Regions from separate parts of the Zea mays genome. Here region 2 is linked to region 1. A link is a contact called in public Hi-C data. All regions are on one chromosome and are shown on one strand. The core of a region is the stretch at or near the end of the contact, and the rest is flanking DNA. Distances in the headings are between cores, read along the strand shown. Region 1 holds the start of LOC103627123. Region 2 overlaps LOC100216932 (NSP (nuclear shuttle protein)-interacting GTPase).

Region 1 (5,238 bases), core at 1,585-4,084:
CTATTGGGATTCCATATACATGATTAGATGCTTAGGCATACAACACTATATCACATATAGTGTAATGACAAAAGAGTTTGTCATACTCATTTCTCTTCCCTTTTTAATGTGCTTATATATTTGCTTTCAAACAAAATATATGAATACAAAGTGTTAGTCTACAACTTAATGTAGACACATACTCATAAGTCCACATGTCTTATGATTTTCTTTGCTATTCATTTTGGGCTTGCACATCAAGCCACAAAAGCACATTAGTTCTTTTCATAAGAACCATAAGAGAATGGGAGCATCACATTTCCTCCAAAATGAAGAGGTGAATTCCCATATCATGCAAAAATGAAATGAACATATCCAATGAACATTAAGGGTAATTTAGCCCATTAGGCGAGTTCATCAAACTCTATTAAATTATTATCCTTCAAATGGCTTAACCATTTTAGTTTGCTGTTGCAACTTTGCCACAAAATATATTATATCTTTATATGTTGGAGAATTCTAGGTGTCACATAAAGTGTACCACAGATTTTTGAAAATTGGTGTACACAACGTAGATAATCTCCATGTAATGAAACAATGGAGTAGATCTCTCAGTAGTGGGCAAAACATTTGCCGCCTGAAAGCATGGTCTCTGGGCTGATATATTCAAGGAACATACCGCAGCCAGTGCTTAGGACTCCACTACCATGTGCTTGACCAAATTTTCAAAAACAAAATGGTAATCACCATAATGGTGAATAACCAACATCACATCTCCAACATATCTACTTGGGTGAACACATAGGTAATCATCATAACCATATGATGTAGACCTCTTACTGATGGGCAAATAACTTTTTGCTGTCTAAAAGCTTGGTCTCAGGGCAAATAAATTCCAAGAACTTATTGCAGCCAAAGCCTAGATCTCCATCATGTGTTGAATAATCCCAAGTTCAAGATATGTATCATATTTTGCAAGAATTCATCATTTAAAGAATTCTTGTAGCAGTCAGCATGACTGCAGCGTCCAGCCTGGCTCCATAGCCCGCGACGCCTGCGTGGTCCGTGATCTTTTTGGATAGCACATATAGGTAATCATCTCGAAAGATGTAGACCTCATAGTGATAGGCATTTCAAATGCGGCCTAAAGCACGGTCTCTGGGCTACTAAACTCTATAAAGAATTTAGCGCAGCCAGTGCTTAGGACTCCATCACCCTATGCTTTTCCAAAAAAAATGCAACCTTGTTTTGCATGAGGACCGTTAAGTTTCGACTTAATTATGTGCTATGTTTTCTATGCAAACATAAAAGAATGCAAAAATAAAAGCAAGTCAAAAAACTTGTGAATTATAAATATAAATAAAATATAATTCACTAACATGTCTGCATTTTTCATAATAAAACAGACAAGTGTGTACAGTTACATATGTCGTGAGTAGTCTAAATATTTAAATTTAGATACTCAACATTGTTGAATAATAGTAATTGAATTAACACACATGTCCTCTCACTATAATTGCAGAAACTAAGAGACAAAAATAATAAATTTTATAGATCCAAAATGGACTATAATGTCCAACCATGCCAAGACGGCCCATGAGGCCCATCTTAGCGAAGCCATAAGGGGCTGGCAGTTAGGGTTGAACCCTAACCGGCCACCCCATCACAGGCGGCGGCGGCGGCCAGTCGGCTCGGTGGCCAGGCGCGGCAAGAGCCCAGGCGCGGCAGCAGCCGGCCCCGGTGCGCGACCTCCCCCGGCGCGCGGGTGCGCGGCCCCGGCAGCGCGAGGGTGCGCGGCGCGGGCGAGCCCCCCGGCGATGGGCGGGCGCGGCGCAGCACCTCGGTGCGCGCGACCCCGGCTGTCCGGCATCGATGCACGGGTGCGCGGCCTAGGCAGTGCGAGGGGCGCGACCCCGGCAGCACGCCTGCCCGACGGCGCGGCAGCCCTGCCGCAGGAGCACGAGGCGTGGCCCCGGCACAAGCGTAGCCCCTTGGCGGCGCGCGGCTCCCCGGGCGCGTGCGGGTCCCGCGGCCCCGGCGGCGAGCGCGCGGGCGCGGCCCTCGGCGGCGCGGGAGCAACGGCCCCGACTGCCCAGCGCGGTGCGGCCATGGCCCGCCGGTGGGCGGCCCCGGGGCGGTGCAGGCGCGTTCTCAGGCCCCGGCTAGGCACAGCCTTAGCGCTAGCAGCCCCTGCGCGGGCGCACCGGCCAGGCATGGCCCTGGCGAGGGAATCCCCTGCACAGGCGCGCGGCCAGGCAGCCCTTTGCGTGGGCACGTGCAAACAACCCTTGTGCGCGTGGGTGCGGTGGCCTCCGACGCTCAGTCGTGCAGGCACAGCTCCGGCCATGCGGGCACGGAGGCCAGCCCCCGGCGGCCCGTGGGCGAGAAGGCCATGGCCAAAAACTACCAATCGAGGACAAAAAAAATCTAAGCAACGTTGCCTGAGCAACGTAAGAATGCAGATCAATTTTTTTTATGTGCATTTCTGTCGCTAGATACTCACAGACAGTCGCATCGAAGTCCAAGCACATGATAAATCCAAGTTCATGCCAGAGTTCTGCGTCGGAAGAATCATCGTCCGCCGACGTCTACTTCTTCGTTTCCCTTTCTCGCATATCGATCTCGTGAGCAGTGCTGATAACGTGTTAAAGTGTAGTGCTCAGTAGAGAGAGAGAAAATGACAGAACCATAACTTTATTGCAGAGACTCATATATATATACTAGAGTACACAGGGTCCCAAAAGGTGTGACCCTTGGGCAATAACTGCCATCGGTTGATCACATGTGAATGTTTTGTAACAGTAGCTACACGCCTACACTAGCCTATGCCGTATGCCCGTATCCCCTCGTGAATCACCGCGACCGCACGTCCGCACCGCTGTCACATCCACAGACCACAGAGCTGCAGGCTGCAGCTGCCTGGAATCCCCTCGAACCAACCAACCGTCCCTGCCACCGCGCCGCCGTGCTAGACCTGCTGCTGAATGCTGATGATGTCCACCACCCCGGAAGCGTCCCGCGGCGCCGCCTCAAGCCCGTACATGCCCGTCGCAGCACACGAGCTCAGGAGGCAGATGTCCATGCCGCCCGCCCTCGCGGCCACCTTCGCGTCATGCGGCTCCGGAGGCGGCGGCCACGGATGGCCAAGAAACCTAGCGGGGGGCGGCGGCAACGGCGAGCTCGGCTGGCGCGCGCCCCGGCCAGCAGCAGGCGGCGTGGGGGCGGTGGTCCGCGCGCTGTGGGCGTGGATCGCTAGGGGCAGGAGGAAGGTGGTCATCAGCCGGACCGGATCGTCGGTGAAGGAGCAGCAGTACGGGCACGAGGAGTACGCGCAGAACTTCGACGAGGGCGGCGCGGCGAGGGAGCCCGAGAACCTGTCGCGCTCCTTCTCCGCGCGGTACGCAAGGCAAGCGGCGCCGTGGGACGGGGCTCGCCGTCGCCGGCGTGGATGAAATCAGCTGTTTTCACCAGTACACAGAAGGCTTCTGGTTCAATGCGCATCTTGAAGCCAGGCGCCTAGTACTGGCCACCTAGGATTCATGTTTCAGATGCTATAGTACGAAGGAATATAATATAGAGGAAGAAGGGATGCGAATGAATCTAAATACCACTCTTTATTTCTAAGCCATATTTTAGTATTTTTTGAATTTTTATTTCTTGGATTTCAAACTATTTACAACAGATGCAAGCAATGATTAGCTGCAACAACTAATGTGCAATCAGATCTTATATATAAGCGTGAAAGCGATATTACTGATCTGTTAGATTATGATCCAACTATGTATTACATTTAACACTTAAACACTTCCACCACCAGCTCGTGTAAATTTATAGAAAACCATATAACAAATCACGATTATGTCTATAGTTAGATCATGATCTAATAGATAAGAGGTTCACTTGCACACATGCACATAATATCTGATTGTATATTAATTGTTACCACGACTAGTTAAGGAGGCACATGTATGTATCTATCAAAAATTTCTCTTTAGGACTAGTTTGGAGACCCTTTTTTTCTAAGGGATTTTTATTTCCCAAGAGAATTTAATTCATTATCTCTTGGGAAAATATGAATCCCTTAAAAAAATAGTGTTTTCAAACTAGCCCTTAAAGAAGTCGGTCGGTACGGTATACCGGCCACCTCGGATCGGTACTAACTGAAGCGACCATTTGGAGCCAACCACGTTGAATCGACCGATCAGTACTAACTGAACTGTTCAATGTACGGGTCAGTAACGACCAACATCAGCTACAACACGATTAGTACCAACCCGATCATCCAATGTATCGGTCGATATTGGCAGTCCATAATGACTAGGGATGGAAATAGGATGGAAAAATCCCGTACCAACGGACGCCGTATACCGTAACAATCTATAGTACGTCGAATCCGCAAAAAAAATACAGGAGCATGAAAATTCCTGGGGGGAAATGGCTGCAACGGGAACAAAAACAGTTGGTTCCCTACCGTATTTAATGATCATGTATATCTACGGACCGTTTTTTATATGAAATTAAGCTCATCAAGCATCTAAGCTCACCAACCACTTGTCTATCCACAAGCCTCATGCAAATGATCTGGACTTTTTGTGAACTGTAGACTGTTGCACTTTGTAAAATTTTGGGGTTCTTTATATCCCATTTGATTGTTTGTGATCAAAGTCGATACATATTTTATGGTTGTTATGTTTGAACTTATGAACTATTGTTCCCTCCCACAATGGATTGTTAGTTATTAGTTATGAACTTTTTTGTGGGTGTAATGTTTTACCTTATGAAATTGTTTTTGGATTGTGCTACTGCTATTGGTTTTGGTTGCAGCGACTAGCGATGTACTCAAGGTGTTGTCATGTAGTTGTGACGCTATATAATATATTATATTTTTTTTGTAAGATTATGTTGTATCTGCTACGTTAAGTTGAACATTTGAATTGGTTAGATATGTGTCGGTATTCTCTATTTTAATTATTGGTTCCCGATCATTTCCAATGTGTTCCCTATCGACTATACTGTTTAGAGCATCTCCAAGAGACTGGTCAAATAATGACTCGTTAAACAAAATTTTGGCTACTCAATAGCAAAATAACTCTCCAACGGACTAGCCATTTGACTTGCCAAGCTATTCGACTCTCCAAATTGGTTCACTCACTAGCCAAACTTGGCTAGCCACTCTGACTAGCCAAACTAGATACATCGTCTGTTGGAGTGAGATGCTAGATATAGGGTGCAATTTTTATGAAAACATAAATAGAAAGT
Region 2 (5,663 bases), core at 2,008-4,507, 240 kb before region 1:
CGCCGCGGCCAGCACGGTTTCCACCGCCACCGCCGCGCTCTGCATCCTCACGACGCGGCTGCGGACACTCACGTGCCCAGTGGCCTTCCTGGTTGCAGTTGAGGCAGGTGTTGGGGCCGACACGGCCAGCAACATTGCCGTCTCCTCGTCCGCCACCACGTCCACCTACTCTGCCTCGTCCTCGTCCACCACCGCGGCTGCGTCCACCGCCACCGCGCTGGTTCCTGGAACCAGAGCCACATGCATCGTCTCCCTTCTTTTCCTTTCTGCATCGCGCTTTCCACTGCTCCTCAGTGTACAACAGCTTGCCATTGATGGCCACCGGCTCAGTCAGTATTTGTTCTTCGCGATTGTCCACTGCCTTAAGCCTTCCAGTCACCTCCTCAAGAGTCAGTGCCTCAAAATCAAGGAACTGCTCAATGGCGACGACGATCTGCGAGTACTTGGCCGACACCGTGCGCAGGAATTTCTCCACCACGCGCTCCTCGGTGATGTCCCTATCGCCATGGATGACAAGCTGCTGGTGCAGAGTTGACAACCGCACAGCAAAGTCATCCACTTGCTCACCAGGATTGACGCTGATGTTCTCCCAATCACGGCGTAGGCGCTGCAGTGTTGCTCGACGGACCCTGTCCACGCCGATGCGGGTCGCAGCGATGGCGTCCCACGCCTCCTTCGCCGTAGCCTTGTCGAGCAGTGGGAGACCCATCTCCTTGGGTACAGCCCCGACGATCACCTCCAGTGCGCGTCTGTCATCGCGGAACTGGACAGGACCGCCTTCAATGGCGTCCCAGAGATCGCGCGCCTGCATCCTCAGCTTCATGGTCTGGCTCCACTCGTAGTAGTTTGTCTTGTCCAGCATTGGCCACGACGTGCCGCTGCCGGAGTCGCGGTACACCACCCTTCCTTGCGGCGACTCGTAGCGAGCGCCGCCACGGCAGCGCCTTCGGTCCCGTAGTGGTGACTGCGAGCGCCTCCTATCTCGCGGTGGAGTCCTCATCCGCCTGTTCCTCTCTGTCTCCTCTTCCTCCTCCCAGTCCTCCTCATCTTCTCCCTTCTCGGCGGCGATTTCGGCCCGCAGCTCCTGCGCCGTCCTTGCCGCTGCCTCTGCTGCAGCCGCTGCCTGCTTCGCTGCCTGGACTGCCAGCGCCGCTGCTTCCTCTGCAGCCTTCAGGCGTGCAGCCCTGCTGGAGAAGTCGCCCAGCTCTCCTTCGCTGGTTCCCTTGGCCTTGAGCCTGGCAGCGCGCTCAGCAGAGGTCGACATGAGTAGAGAAGAGAGGAGTCGGCCTTGAGACTCTCAGGTGTCTAACCTAAGCTTTGATACCAAATGTTAGAGGTAAACAGAGTGGTTTTGCCGGAGGTACTAACCTCAGCCATCATTGCTTGATTATATAGAAAGATGAGATGAGTCATATTGATTACATAACAGCTCATTAGAGCTTAGCTAATCAGATAGGAGCCTTGGCAGCCGCACACACCTGTTGAGCTGCCCAAGGTCTTTAATGACTATAATTAACTAGCACAAGTAACTAGGAGAGTGCTTAGGAAACAGGACTTAATAACAACAAAATTCATGTAGTTAGGACTACCCTACTGCTCTTTTCCTTCTTTTTCACTTTCTGTCTGGGGCTAAGTCATCCTGCGTGGTGAGAGGTGCACGCCTCACTTCAGGCACTGCACTTTAAGAACCTTGAAGTAACCCTACTCCCTCAGTGCTCAAGTGAATATTGTGTGTGCCTTTGACTGAACTGCTATCTTGTATCTCATCAAACTTTGGGCATTACTATCTTTCATATGTCCCATTTGCTTCGTAAAGTGAATACCTTGTTTATTTTCTTTCATCTTTTGTACTTATTTTTTTACCTTGTCGACTTAGAAGTGTCTTGGTTCTGGGATCTTCTGTACATATCTTGCTAATATATTATGAGAATAATGTTTTGTTATTGCCTTCCCTACTGTTCCACCTGAAGAAAAAAGCAAGAACACTGATATGCTGATTTGAACAGGGACCACAATATGCCTGCACAAATTTCTGGACCTTCGTTTGTACCAATTGCAGTGGAGCACAGTAAGTATTTTAGTGTGCCCTCTTTTAGTTTAGACGACCAATCTATCGAGCCTTCCCTTCTTTTTTGTTTAACAGTATATGGCATGATGGAGTGAATTATTGGGCACACCAGTCCCCTGGTGAAATATGCCAGTCTTTTTCCTAATATAAATCACTTTGTTTTCCTAGTCGGGAGTTCACGCATCGAGTAAAATCGGTTTCCATGGCCAAATTTACTGCACAAGAAGTTACTGCCCTTCAAGAAGGGGGGAATGAGGTAACATGTATCTGTTTTTTTTTCTACTTTTCCCATCAATCCCATGTCTTCTATTCAACACGGCATTGATTTTGAAGGAGAATAGAATTGGTGTAATTGAATGGATGTATTGCAATATTGCATTGAGCCCTTAGTCAGTTTATGTAGAGTACAAGACTTGGGAGACAAGGAACACATGGATACATGTGGCGGTCTACGATACACAATATCTAAACTACCAAATATACTCTAACAACCCTCCGCAGTCGTAGCGGGAACATCGCAGACGATTGGACTGGAGAAGAGGAGCCAAAGGCTAACATTCTCCTGAAGTCGTAGTGACATTGCAATGCAAATGTTGCAACTAGAGTAGAAACCAACAAGGAGCTTATGTGGTTGTGCCAATGCGAGGTAGCCGAGCATAAGGCACAATTGATGTGGTTGAAGGAGTCGTGCTGAAGATAGCGAGGCCGACATAGTTGTGGTGAGGTTGCTGTGTTGGTGTAGTTGCAAGCGCATAAGAGGTGTCAAGGAGATGATGAAGACATGTCTGGGTAGTCGTCGTGGAAGGAGGCTATACTGAGGTTCATACAGTCAGGGCTGCCAAAGACGAAGGTGAAAGGAGACGATGCAATCGAGGCAGATGGGGTGGGAACATGAGAGTTGATGCCGATGTAGATGCAGTCAAGTTGCCTGAACCGAGGCTTGGGCTGGATTTGCCAGACTCAGCAACGCGCCAGACACGAAAGCAAGTGTCGTTGTTGCCAATACCGGACGTACAAGGTAGAGGGACCATCATAGAAGTAGTAGCGTTGATTGTTGTAGAACAGTAGGGTAGAAGGTATGGATGCAGCACACAGTTAACGGAATAGACGAAGTGGTGGGGACAAGACGAAGATGCTGGTGATGTTGTGTTGGACGGAGAAGCAGTGAGGGAGTGGATGCGTTGAACCCGAAGGCAAGCAGTCCGGGCTGGCGATGGATGGGCAGCGGTGCTTTCGCGCACAAGGCCTCACGCTCACATGTAGTGCTCTAAGTCGACGACAAAGGCGATCAATAGGACAAAGGCCTTGTGCAGACGGATGGTGCAACAGATTGTGCAGCACAGTCATCGATGCACATGGGATGATGATGTATATGCAACCACCAAGCAGACCTTGATGATGGTGTGGCTCGACGAGGCGACACAGCAGCAGCCCTGTTGCTCGAAGAAGACGTGCATAGTACCCTGCGATGGACGTCACGGGAGCCAGGTGGACCACACAATCAATTGTAGGGAGTTGGGACCAAGTACGCGCGAGATGGAGCGACGACGGAAGAGGTCAGCAGAGGTGTCTTGAATCCTGATCTATGCTGGTGATGACAAACTGACAATATAGACATGCAGACGGGATGGTTGAGAAGCGACGTGGGAATGCATCCCCACAACATCGCACGCTTGGCCAAGCCGCACAGTCGAAGATGTAGATGCCGGTGTTGGAGTAGCACGTGAGGTTGGCAAGCAACGGGTGACTTAGTCCCGATTAGTGATCATGCAAACCAAAAAGGGTGCAACAGCAGCAGTGGGATCTTCCCTGTGCAACTCAACGGGTGCACCTACAACTTGATCGCAGACTAAACAGTGACAACGAGTGTCCAACGCCCGGCATGAAGAGGTGGGCGCCTAAACAGTGGCGTTGCCCCTGGTGGAGATAAATCTCTCCCCGGGGGTGCGTGGTGCAGAATCTATCGCTGGCTAGGGTTAGATCTAAACCGAACCCGGGCAATTGATACCATGGAGGAAAATAAAATTGTTGTAATTGGATGGATGCATTGCATTGAGTCCTTAGGTGGTTTATATAGAGTACAGGACTAGGAAACAAGGCAACCCATGGATACATATGATAGTCTACGATACACAATATCTAAACTACCAAATATAACAGATTTTACTTGACTTGTAGCGTGCTAGAGAAGTATTTTTCAAGGAGTGGGATCCTCAACGAAATGGATACCCTGACAGCAGGTGATCTTTTTTAGCAATTTCTTTTTGTAAGTCACAATGCTTAATTATGTATGGGAAGTATGACATGTTTCTTTTGGTCTCAGTAATGCTGACAAATTGAGAAATTTCATTAAGCATGTGTATGTGGAACGGAGATACACAGGAGAAAGAAGTACTGATAAGCCACCAAGGGCAAAGGTGATGTTGTATCCTTACCGCTTTAAATGTTTCTCCTCAGTAACCAATCCTTATTTCTGGAAATGTAATTTTCCCTTTGAAATTCACTGTGTGCTGGTTGATCGTCATCTTGCAGGATGACAAGGATGAGTATAGTGAAAATAGGAGATCTGATGGAAATTGGGGTGGTTCAAGAAGTCCGCCAGATGGAAGTTACTCTGATCGTCGGAGTTATAGTGGACGGAGTGATGACAGAAATTCCAGATATTCCTATGGGGACCGTAGTCCTGGCTATGACCAAAATGACTATAAGAAAAGTCCTCGCTACTTTGAGGTTGTCGATGATAGATCTGGAAAAACAACTCCAGTTCAAAGGTTTGAAGACCGTTGGTCTTCGGAGCCCAGAAAACCAGATAGTGGATCTCCAGATTTCCAGAAAGAAGCTGATGGTTCTAGTCCTGTTGTACGACCAGTTAGGGATATATTGGGTGACAATACTCCTCAACTTCGGGTTGGTGAACCGTCAAAGCCAGCTACTGAACCTCCAAAGCCAAGCGTAGTCAGACCAATTGATCCTCCAAAGCCGAGTGTAGTCAGACCAATTGGTCCTCCAAAGCCAAATGGAACCAGGGCAATTGATCCTCCACCACTGACAAAGGTTATTCTTTGTTACTCCTGACATTCCCCTTCTTTTGACATTGCTTTTGTACACTTGAAATATCATCGTGTTCTTGTGCATATGTTCGCTTAATATTCCTCTTGCTTGTTCATAATGTAGACAATATCTAGTGCCAGCAGCATTGGTTCTTCAGAAGGCACATCAGAACAGACAAAGGTGGCAAGTGCTGTAAGTTTAATTGATTTTAGTGCAGATCCTGAACCTGCGTCCACAGCACCACCACAACCCACCCCTATGCCACAACAACCTCCATTTAACGCAGCAGCACCACAGCCTATTCTTGAACAAGGGAAAAGTGATCCTTCTGTCAGTGGTGGTGACTGGGCATCTTTTGATTCTTTTGGCCAACAACAAACACCACAAACAAGCAGCAGTGTAAATCCTCTTGAGTCTGCACTTGCACAGCTGTCATTCTCTGAAGCACCCTCTGCACCAAATGCGTCAGCTTATCCTGTTTCTCTTGATCCCACTTTGAAAGCAAATGATGGAGGACATTCATCTGTGCTAGACCAGTCACATT

Evidence for each region. A called contact is a pair of places that touch in the nucleus more often than the background predicts.
Region 2: a contact with region 1 is called in a Hi-C map of endosperm, with 2.0 times the contacts expected there. The contact joins the enhancer-like site here to the promoter of LOC103627123 in region 1. A contact is called at or near these places in 3 of 25 Hi-C or Micro-C datasets (ear, endosperm and leaf).

The regions. Positions count from the first base shown.
Region 1 is chr5:160,438,409-160,443,646 of Zm-B73-REFERENCE-NAM-5.0, reverse strand. It overlaps LOC103627123, which reads left to right and starts at 2,834. Exons shown (of 1, transcript XM_008647441.4): 1 at 2,834-3,603. The coding sequence starts at 2,964. The coding sequence ends at 3,431.
Region 2 is chr5:160,680,140-160,685,802 of Zm-B73-REFERENCE-NAM-5.0, reverse strand. It overlaps LOC100216932 (NSP (nuclear shuttle protein)-interacting GTPase), which reads left to right. Exons shown (of 14, transcript NM_001359522.1): 3 at 2,007-2,068; 4 at 2,237-2,324; 5 at 4,247-4,308; 6 at 4,392-4,485; 7 at 4,601-5,122; 8 at 5,243-5,663. Among protein-coding and RNA genes, the nearest start is that of LOC100216932, 7.8 kb to the left of the region's middle. Within about 2 kb of position 3,257, at least 1 of the 20 cell types and tissues checked has an H3K27ac peak or open chromatin away from gene starts, as enhancers often do. A contact at or near this core is called in endosperm, where this site is marked.